Regions from separate parts of the Cricetulus griseus genome. Here regions 1 and 2 are each linked to region 3. The links are chromatin contacts, called in public Hi-C maps. All regions are on one chromosome and are shown on one strand. The core of a region is the stretch at or near the end of the contact, and the rest is flanking DNA. Distances in the headings are between cores, read along the strand shown.

What was found. Hi-C and Micro-C count contacts between places; a contact is called where the count stands out from the background.
Region 1: a contact with region 3 is called in a Hi-C map of the CHO-K1 cell line, with 6 times the contacts expected there. The contact joins the promoter of Nhlrc1 here to the enhancer-like site in region 3. A contact is called at or near these places in 6 of 8 Hi-C or Micro-C datasets (the CHK-Q cell line, the CHL-YN cell line, the CHO-K1 cell line and 2 more).
Region 2: a contact with region 3 is called in a Hi-C map of liver, with 3 times the contacts expected there. The contact joins the promoter of Kif13a here to the enhancer-like site in region 3. A contact is called at or near these places in 2 of 8 Hi-C or Micro-C datasets (fibroblasts and liver).

Annotation. Positions count from the first base shown.
Region 1 is chr3:266,725,360-266,728,296 of CriGri-PICRH-1.0, forward strand. Nhlrc1 (E3 ubiquitin-protein ligase NHLRC1) reads right to left here and starts at 1,547. Exons shown (of 1, transcript XM_027409995.2): 1 at 1-1,547. The coding sequence starts at 1,547. The coding sequence ends at 360.
Region 2 is chr3:266,640,379-266,643,256 of CriGri-PICRH-1.0, forward strand. It overlaps Kif13a (kinesin-like protein KIF13A), which reads right to left and starts at 1,332. Exons shown (of 37, transcript XM_035442953.1): 1 at 916-1,332; 2 at 559-649.
Region 3 is chr3:266,501,315-266,504,157 of CriGri-PICRH-1.0, forward strand. It overlaps Kif13a (kinesin-like protein KIF13A), which reads right to left. Exons shown (of 37, transcript XM_035442953.1): 16 at 2,643-2,843; 17 at 1,279-1,441. Among named protein-coding and RNA genes, the nearest start is that of Nup153, 72 kb to the left of the region's middle. Within about 2 kb of position 1,362, at least 1 of the 6 cell types and tissues checked has open chromatin away from gene starts, as enhancers often do.

The DNA of each region.
Region 1 (2,937 bases), core at 297-2,796, 220 kb after region 3:
ATATTTAAGAGCAAGGGATTTGGAGTCAGAATTGAGTTTAATTGTGACTGTCCCAGTAAATATGCCTCGAAAAAATATCATATTAAATTCTCTGGATCTGCTTTCTCGTCTCTAAAATGGGACTAATAATAGAAATCACATCGCTGTGTGTTAAGGGGCAAATGAACTAAGATCTGCAAATTCCTTAACATTGGGACTAGGCATCCACTAAATGACAAGTCTAATGAGTAGTCCTTTATAACTGCCTCACACCCAACACTTCTGTCAAGCAGTTACCATTATTCCTGCCTGGGCGAATGAGTGATGGTGACTCATCCAGGGTGCAATTCACTCCTGATGACACCAGGCCTCAGATCCCATCACCCTCCGTTACCCTCCATCACTTTAAAGATTTTTATAGTGTGGGATGCAGTGTCCAGCACAAGAAGAGAATTCTCCTTGGTGAAGACCAGGGCCACAGGACGAGAAAGACCATGAGTGACCATGGGCTTCAGGGCTGGAAACTCCTCGGGTTTCCCCAAGCAAATGATGGCTGGCCCAGAGGTGTCTGCTACAATCACATTTCCCTGGTGATCGAAGGCTACAGCTGAGATAGTTATTTTAGAAGGAAAGAGGAGGTTCAGCCCGAAGCTATCCACCTGGCCAATCAGCTGCATGGTGGAGTTGAACACCTTCACCCTTGTGTTGTCACCTGCTGTCCCCAAGGGCCAGGGGTGTTCTAGGATCGCGATGGCCCCGGTGAGCCAAGACACAGCCACCCCACGGGGATTGCAAAGCTGAGCTTGCAACCTCTCGATCCTCCGAAGGACCCCTTCGGGGAAATCTACTTCCAGCAGGTGCAAGGTCCCTGCCTCTGCGTCGGTCACCAGGGCCAGATTCTGAGGGGTGATCTCCACACCCCAAGGCAGGGAAAACTGTTTTCCCACAACCAGCTTGATTTGGCCGAAGAAATCAAACACTTTGAGGGAGCGGTCGCCAGCGTCGGTGACAACCACGTGGCAGTCGTTGGTGACGGCGACATCCAGTGGGTACTTCACGTCATGCGCTGCGTCTCCCTTCTCTCCAAACTGGTGTGCACCTCCTCCTCCGGAGTCAAAGATCTTGACCCGCCTCTTACCGTCGTGCACGACCACCACCCGTCCGGTCTTGGGGCACAGTGCAAGCCCCGTGGGGTTCACCAGGGTCCCCCACCCGCCGAAGGCGTGCTGACAGGTGAGCACCCCGGGCGCGCAGGCGGCAGCGCTGAGGGCAGCCTGGGACGCGTGAAGAGTGGAGCCCAGGAGCTCCAGAAGGTGCAACACCGGCAGGCAGTCGCTGGTGTCACAGGCTCGGCAGGCCCGCCGGCAGAAGGGACATTCGAGGGCCAGCGATCGCGGGTGCGCGAGGGCGGCCACGCAGGCCAAGCAGACCACGTGGCCACAGGGCAGGTTGCGCGGGCGCCGCTGCTGCCGGTGGCCGAACCTCTCGAAGCACACCTTGCACTCCAGCAGGCTGACCTCCGCCTCGCGCACCAGCTCGGGCCGCACCCCCGCCGCTTCCTCCCCCATCGCTCCTGCAGCGCCGCGCCGCAGCCCTCGCGCAGCCCTCGGGCACGGTCACGGTCACGGGGCGGGGCATCCGCTCTGACGCGGGGCTCAGCGCCTGGCCCGCGTAGCGCTGCTGCTCCCTGGCGGGCACACGCCGCAGTCGTTCGCATGCGCCGTGCGCAGACCTGGAATCATCACGACACGTCACTCCCTGTGAGCCTGTAAGTGGCAGGGCGAGCACCAGAACCTACGCTCCCAATGCTGATACCCAGCAGAGCTGCCAATCAGCTACGCTGGGTGCTGGTTGCCAGGGCTGGGCAGGAATAAGACAGGCCCCTAGTATGGGTCGACTAAGGAGAGTGATGCATGAAGGAAGATAACTTCAAGTGGGTGAGTCAGGTGTGCAAACTTCTTTGGTGTGTTTTATCACACTTGTGAGAAGGTAGACAACTAACACTCGCAGCGCCTCTGGGTATGGTAGCTGAAATCTCAGCACTGTGGAGGCAGAAACTAGTGGTTAGAGGCCAGCCTAGGCTACATACAGTGTCTCAATCCTCCCATAACCCCGCCAAAAAACCCAAAACAAACAAACAAACAAACAAAAACCCAAAACAAACAAAAGAATACAAGTGAAATGGGTTTGTTTGGAAGGAATATTTAAAAGCTGTTAGTTGCCTCGGATGGTGGTCTATATAGTGAGTTCCAGGCCAGACAGAGCTTTGTAGTGAGAACCTGTCTCAAGCAAACAAACAAGCAACAACAACAACAAAACTGTTAGTTAATAGCTGTATTCTTTGAAGTGGTTTCATGCATTGTTTTATTCAAGCCTCGTGGGCAATGGGAGTGGCTTGGATGAAGAACAGGCTTGGCAATGATTGGAAGCCAGGCAGTTTGACTACAGGACCTCTCACTATCTGGCACTGATCATCAAATATATGGTTCTATATGACAAATGGTTGAGTCTCCTTGCCAAAGGCCTAATGGTCCCGGGTGAGGGCTGGGTTGCAGAGAGCTGTGAAGGGGATTGTGAGTGTATAGGTAAGTTTAGGCCAGTGATTCCTTCAGTGTCTTCCAGACTCAGGTAAGATGGAAAGTAAAGGGACTGAAGAGATGGCTCTGTGGTAAAGAAAACTTGCTGCTCTTCTAGAGGACATGAGTTCAGTTCCCAGCACCCACATTGGGTGGTTCACAGCCACCTGTAACTCCAGCTCCAGGAATTCCAGTGTCCCCTTCTGGTCTCCATGTGCTTGCACAAACATACATGCATATAAATGATTATAAGAAATATTTAAAAATGGAAAACTTGAAAGTAAAGACGATCGACATATCTTGGAACAACCTTAAAGTTATGGTCACTATAATCTTCAGGATCCATTATGATGTTCAGATCTCTGTATTTAGTTTATTATCC
Region 2 (2,878 bases), core at 82-2,581, 140 kb after region 3:
CTCTATTTGTTTCCTTGAAAATCAAAAATATTCCCCGCATTACTTTCAGACATCATCTCAACTCACCACTTCCAATAACCCAAAATTACTTTAAAAGACCTAGCCTAGTACCAGGGCATTTGCTTTATCGGCTCCCTGCCCCATTTCACATACAACATCCCTAAGCAATTCTGCTAAAGGGGGCAAATGAGCCAGCGTAAGAATCGCGGGCGCTGGACTCCATCAATAAGGCCTTGGGTTGGTCATTTGCACGCTTCAGACACAGGTTTTCCTATCAGTAAAATGTGGCCTGAGCTACACATCTCCAGGGCTCCATTTGGTCCCTTCATGTTCTGGGAGTCTCAAGCCAGGAGTGCTGACTCTGGCCAGGGTTCCTTGCCTGGGGGACACCGCTCTGGATGCGAGGGGACAAGAAGAGGGGTTACACAGAGACCCTGCACTTGCAACCGCTTCTCATATGAGCGTGGGACAACTTGAAGCCACCCTTGCTAACAATGGGAAGGCGCACTCGGGTTTTCCTGGCTCAAACTTGGCAGGAGCCGGCGGGGTGGGATTTACCTTTCTCCCTGCTTGGTATTGGAAGGAGGAGGGTGCAGGACCGTCTGGTTCCCTTCCATCTCCACCACGCACTTGGTGTTCAGTTCCAGCTCTGAAAGCACAGGGTAGGGAGACGTTGCAAAGTGGAGCATCTGCGGCCGCAGCCGGCGCGCGTGGCTCAGTCCCGGCAAGCAAGGAGACGGCGCCCCGGGCACACAGTGGCCGCGGCCGGAGCCTGGGCGCCGCCTCCACCCGGGGCCACCCGGGTGTCCCCGACCCCAGGCGCCCAGCAGTTTGCAAAGTTGCCCTCCCTCGCCGCCCCTCTCCCAATCCTCGGTCGGAGCAGAAACGCAAAAGGAGCTGGGGAAAGCGGCTCACCTCTTCGGTTCATGGGCCGGACGCGGACGGCAACTTTTACCTTCGTATCCGACATGTTGGCGGCGCCCTGCTCCGCTCGACGCGGCCCCTTCAAGCGCCGCGCCGCCGCCGCCGCCGCAGCCGCAGCCGCGCGCCCCCCGAGCGCGGCCGCCGCCGCTCCGCCGAGAGCTCCGAGACGCAGCGCCGAGGCGCGCGGGCCATCCCGGGGGAGCGCGACGCGGGGCACGGCCGGACCGGGAGGGCGGCGCGGGGCGGGGCGCGGCGGCGGGAGGAGGCCGCGGGCCCAGGCGCCGCTCTAGCCGCTCGGGCCGGGCCGTGAGCGCAGCACCGCGGCCCCTCGCGGCCGCTGGGAGCCGGGCAGCGTCGCCATCTTCCGCTCCGGTGGCCGCGCCCGGGGTGTAAGGCCACTGCAAACGCGAGCTGAGAGCAGGGAACGGGCGTTTTACAAAGGCGATCGGCCCTGGGCTCCGGACGGTGGGAACCCGGGAAGAGGCGCTCTGCAAAGGCGATCGGCCCTGGGCCCCGGGCAGCTGGGACCCGGGAAGGGAAGCCCTGCAAAGGCGATCGGCCCTGGGCTCCCGGTATCTGGGACCCGGGGAAAGGCGTTTTACAAAGGCGATCGGCTCTGGGCTCCGGGCAGCAGGGACCCGGGAAGGGGAGCTTTGCAAAGGCGATCGGCCTTGGGCTCCGGGCAGTTAGGCCTGGATAAGGGGACCGTTTGCTTTCCCTGCTCCAGAGCCTACGTAGACCTCACGGACACGGCCTGGAGCTCGAGTCACCTTCAGGGGCCGCTGTCACCCTCACAGCAAAGGCCCTGGGGGCTGTATGAGGGGCTTGGAGCGGGTGCCCGGTGCGCAGGCCTAATCCACACCATCCATACGCCTCCCCAGAAACCCACAGCGCGCCACCCCTCGGCGCCCCACACCGAGCTTTGCAGCGGTATTTTAAAATCTTTGTGGTGAACGGAGATTAGGGATGAAGTTGAAGTGGACCACCAAAACCCTGTGTTTGTAAATATTGCGCTCATTTTCTTTCCCTTGCGCCCTTGTAATGGGAGGGGTCTGAAGGGCGCGGAGGCTTCACCAACTCTTACGTAAGAAAGTAACCGCAACGCGGTCGGTGCTTTGGCCAAAGCCAGACCTCCCTGCCTGGGCGGAACTGAGGGAAGCAGATTTACTCTGTTTGGTTCAACAAGTGCTTGAGGGCGGCGCTTACTTTGTGCCAGGCCTTTTGAAACGTGCTCCAGCTAAAAGCAAGCGCTTGGCTCCGAAGAATCTCGATTTTTGCGTGAATGTCCAAATGCAATCATTCTCGAACTGGGGAGTTTCATTGAGCGCGTACTGTGTGCGGTGCTGGAGACCACACAAGCTTGAACAGCTTTGTTCGCCCTGTTCTCCAGAGGCCACACTGAGGGCAGAGAGATACTTATTATGGTAAACCACGTGTGGCAGGTGGTGTAAATAGGAGGGATTCAGTTTGTCACCAATTGGGGCCCTGAGATGCCACTGACTTGCTTATGCGGTCTACCGCTTTACCATTGAATCACGCCTCTAGCTCCCAGGAAGACTGACTCTAAGCACTGCTTCGCTTTTGTTCCTTCGCCACCCCCACCTTGTTTCAGGACCAACTAACTCAGGTCATCTAGGAGGTTCTTACTACAGTTTGCCTCCTCCATTCCTGGTGCCACAAGCCTACTCTGTCCCTCCATTCAGCTCTGGGCGCGTGCCCCCCCCCCCACACACACACACTCATTCTCCCGCGTATGGCAGTTTTGTAGGCTCTTGGCTAGATTCCTGGGCTATTTCTGCAGCAGGATTCACAAGCCTCTGGGGCTCACAGTCTAGCTCGACATCTCAGTCTCACCTTTGGATTACGAGATATCCTCTTCCCTAAATTCCTAGCTTTACTTCCCGTACTCTGCTGTATCCGGCCGGGAAAATAAACTCTATCCTTTGACTATGTA
Region 3 (2,843 bases), core at 112-2,611:
TTTATAATTAATAGAAGCATCTGTGTATTTGTTTGGGACTAACCAGGCAGGACAGAAACTCCGTCTACAGCCTTTCATTGATTACTCTTCATAAGCGTGGTTTTTATAATAGTAGCATAGGAATTCATTGTATAGATTTATCACATTCTGACTAATCATTATTCGATGGTAAGGGTACTTCAAGTTTTGTTACATAAAGGCCACTGTGAGGGCTGGGGAGGTGGTTGAGTTAGCAGAGTGCTTGCCTAGCATACGCAAAGCCCTCAGTTATACTCCCAGCACTACCTAAAACAGATGTGATAGTGCATGCCTGGAATGTCATCATTTGGGATGTAAAAATGGAAGGATCAGAGGTGCAGGTCATCCTTAGCTACAAAGTAAGTTTGAGGCCAGCATGGGATTGTGAGACCCTGCCTCTCAATCAATCAATCAATCAATCAATCAATCAATCTTAAAGAATAAAGGGACTATCACAGAATCCTTGCACACAGCCTGAAGGTATGCACATGCCTATGTCTGTGGATTTGGAACTTCTAAAAGATGCTCCCTAATTCGCTTTCTTAAATTTCCAAAAAAGCATTCTCATTTTATGTATATGTGTGTCTTGCCTCCACGTATGTATGTGCACCACATGTGTGCCTGGTGTCTCCAGAGGCAGAAGGGGATCTGGGATGCCCTGGAACTAGAGTTATAGGTTACAGATAATTGTGAGCCACCATGTGTGTGCTAGGAACAAAACCTGGGTCTTCTGGAAGAGCAGCAAATGGTTAACTGAGCTCTCTCTCTCTTTCTCCACTCAGCACACTCAACTTCCTTTCTAGCTAGTTGGCTGGGTAGAAAAAAACAAATGGATGAGAATTTATTTTCTTCTGGGTTTCTCTCTTACAGCAAAATTTCTTTAAGTTGAAATGATAGGAGTCTTCAGATAGCTGCAAGGAGTTCCATATGCGTAATAGCAGGTTTCAAAACTGTTTCTCCTTCTAGAGATTTCGCTCATAGAAAGGCAGTACAACTAAGCATACACATATACCCACCGCAGAAGGGGCATTTGCACAAAGAAAAGCAGGCATAATTATCACCCCGCCTTCTGCTTCCATTTTCTCTAAGGGCCCTCCTTACCCAGCATGCTTACCCAGGGGGTATAGACCACCTTGAAGGCTTCTAGAGAGAGCCAACACCGGCTCCCCTTAGGACCTGCTCAAAGACAAGCTCTGGACTCCAGTCTGCAGTATTTCCTAGCCTACATCCTGCTCGCCCATCCCCCAGGGCCATGCCTACCTTCCTGTTGGCACTAAGGTTGGCTGCAGGGATCTGAAGAGTCACTTGGTAGTCAGTGAGCTTGCTCATTTCCTCGGCTAGGAAGTTGGCTTCCCTCACCAGAGTGTTTGCTTTCACCAGCTGCTCTCGAAGCTTGGCTAGGCTTTGCCTAAACAGTTCATCCCTGTGGTGGTGAAGAAAAGAAAGCACACGCAGGTGCAAGTAAGCCAGGGTTCTGTTCCTGCCAGAAAATGATGACAAATACCCGCAGCAACAACAAAATCCTTTTAGGAAGCTTTCTCTCCTGTCTGCAGACAGGAGGACATCGGGGACCACTGCTGGCAACAAAATTGAGGGGTTGAGAGTTGATGACAAACAAACAAACAAGCCAACAAAAACACCCAGGCACCGCACATGGTAGTGCATGACTTTAATCCTAGGACTCGTACAGCAGATCTCTGTAAGTCCAAGGCCAGCCTGGTCTACAACAGTCTGTTCCAGGACAGCCAGGGCTGCCACAATCTTTTGTTCCCCTCCTCCTTCCACTCCTCCATCCATCCATCCATCCATCCATCCATCCATCATCCATATCCATCCATCCATCCATCCATCCATCCATCCATGTGTTATTAAGGCCTAGTTGCTATATGATTGTCCTTATAAACACCTGCCTTCCTCAGGCCACTCCTGGTACAGTCCCCCTGTTCAAGTCTAGTAGGGACAAAACCCAAGCATTCCTGGTTGTCATCTCTCATATGTCTGGTTGTCATCTTTACATGTCCAGGTTGTCATCATACACATGCCCTGGTTGTCGTCCCTCACACCCTGTTTGTTGCCGCTCTCATGCCCAATCTGATGCTTTTAGACTGAATTCTTTCCATCCCTCTATAAGTCACTTCCAGACACAACCAGTTTGCTCACAAGCTTCCAAACGCTCCTTACTTTTCTCTACTGCTTTGCTGCTGCCAAGCCACCCATCTACAGTTGGGGCAAGGGGTGTTCTCAGGGGCAGTGGACATGGTTAACATGGGGGAAAGGTCTAGCTTCAAGCACCAAAACATAAAAGAAAAAAAAAATCCCTACCTTCTGTCTGCATATTCAGATTGTTGTTGCTAAAGAACCATTCAAACTGCTATCTCAAGGCCCACCAATCTAAGTCTTCTCCTTTGCCACTATTTCTACTGAAGGGTAAAGGATTAGGGATCTGGGGATGGGGATGGTCTATGGTAGCTGACATTACTGTGACATTCTTAGGACATATCTCTGAAATGAAACACCAATGGCCAAACCAGAAGTGGGCCCACAGTCTCCCTTTTCCAGGTATGTCCTCCCTCCCTTCAGCCCCACAGCCCCGATCCTGACTCAGGGTCTGGCCCCATGCTTACCTCTCCTCAGCCCACTGGGTCACCTTCTGCTGGGCTGTCTGGCTGCTGTAAGCCAGGCGGTCAGAGACGATGCTTGGCGGCTGCCTCTCTGGGGAGAGCTGCTGGCGAAGCTGTTCCAGCTCACGCTCATACATGAGCCGCTGTTCCTCCAGGGCGGTCCTCTTCTCTTCCAGGTATTGCTTCTCCAGGACCTGTACCACA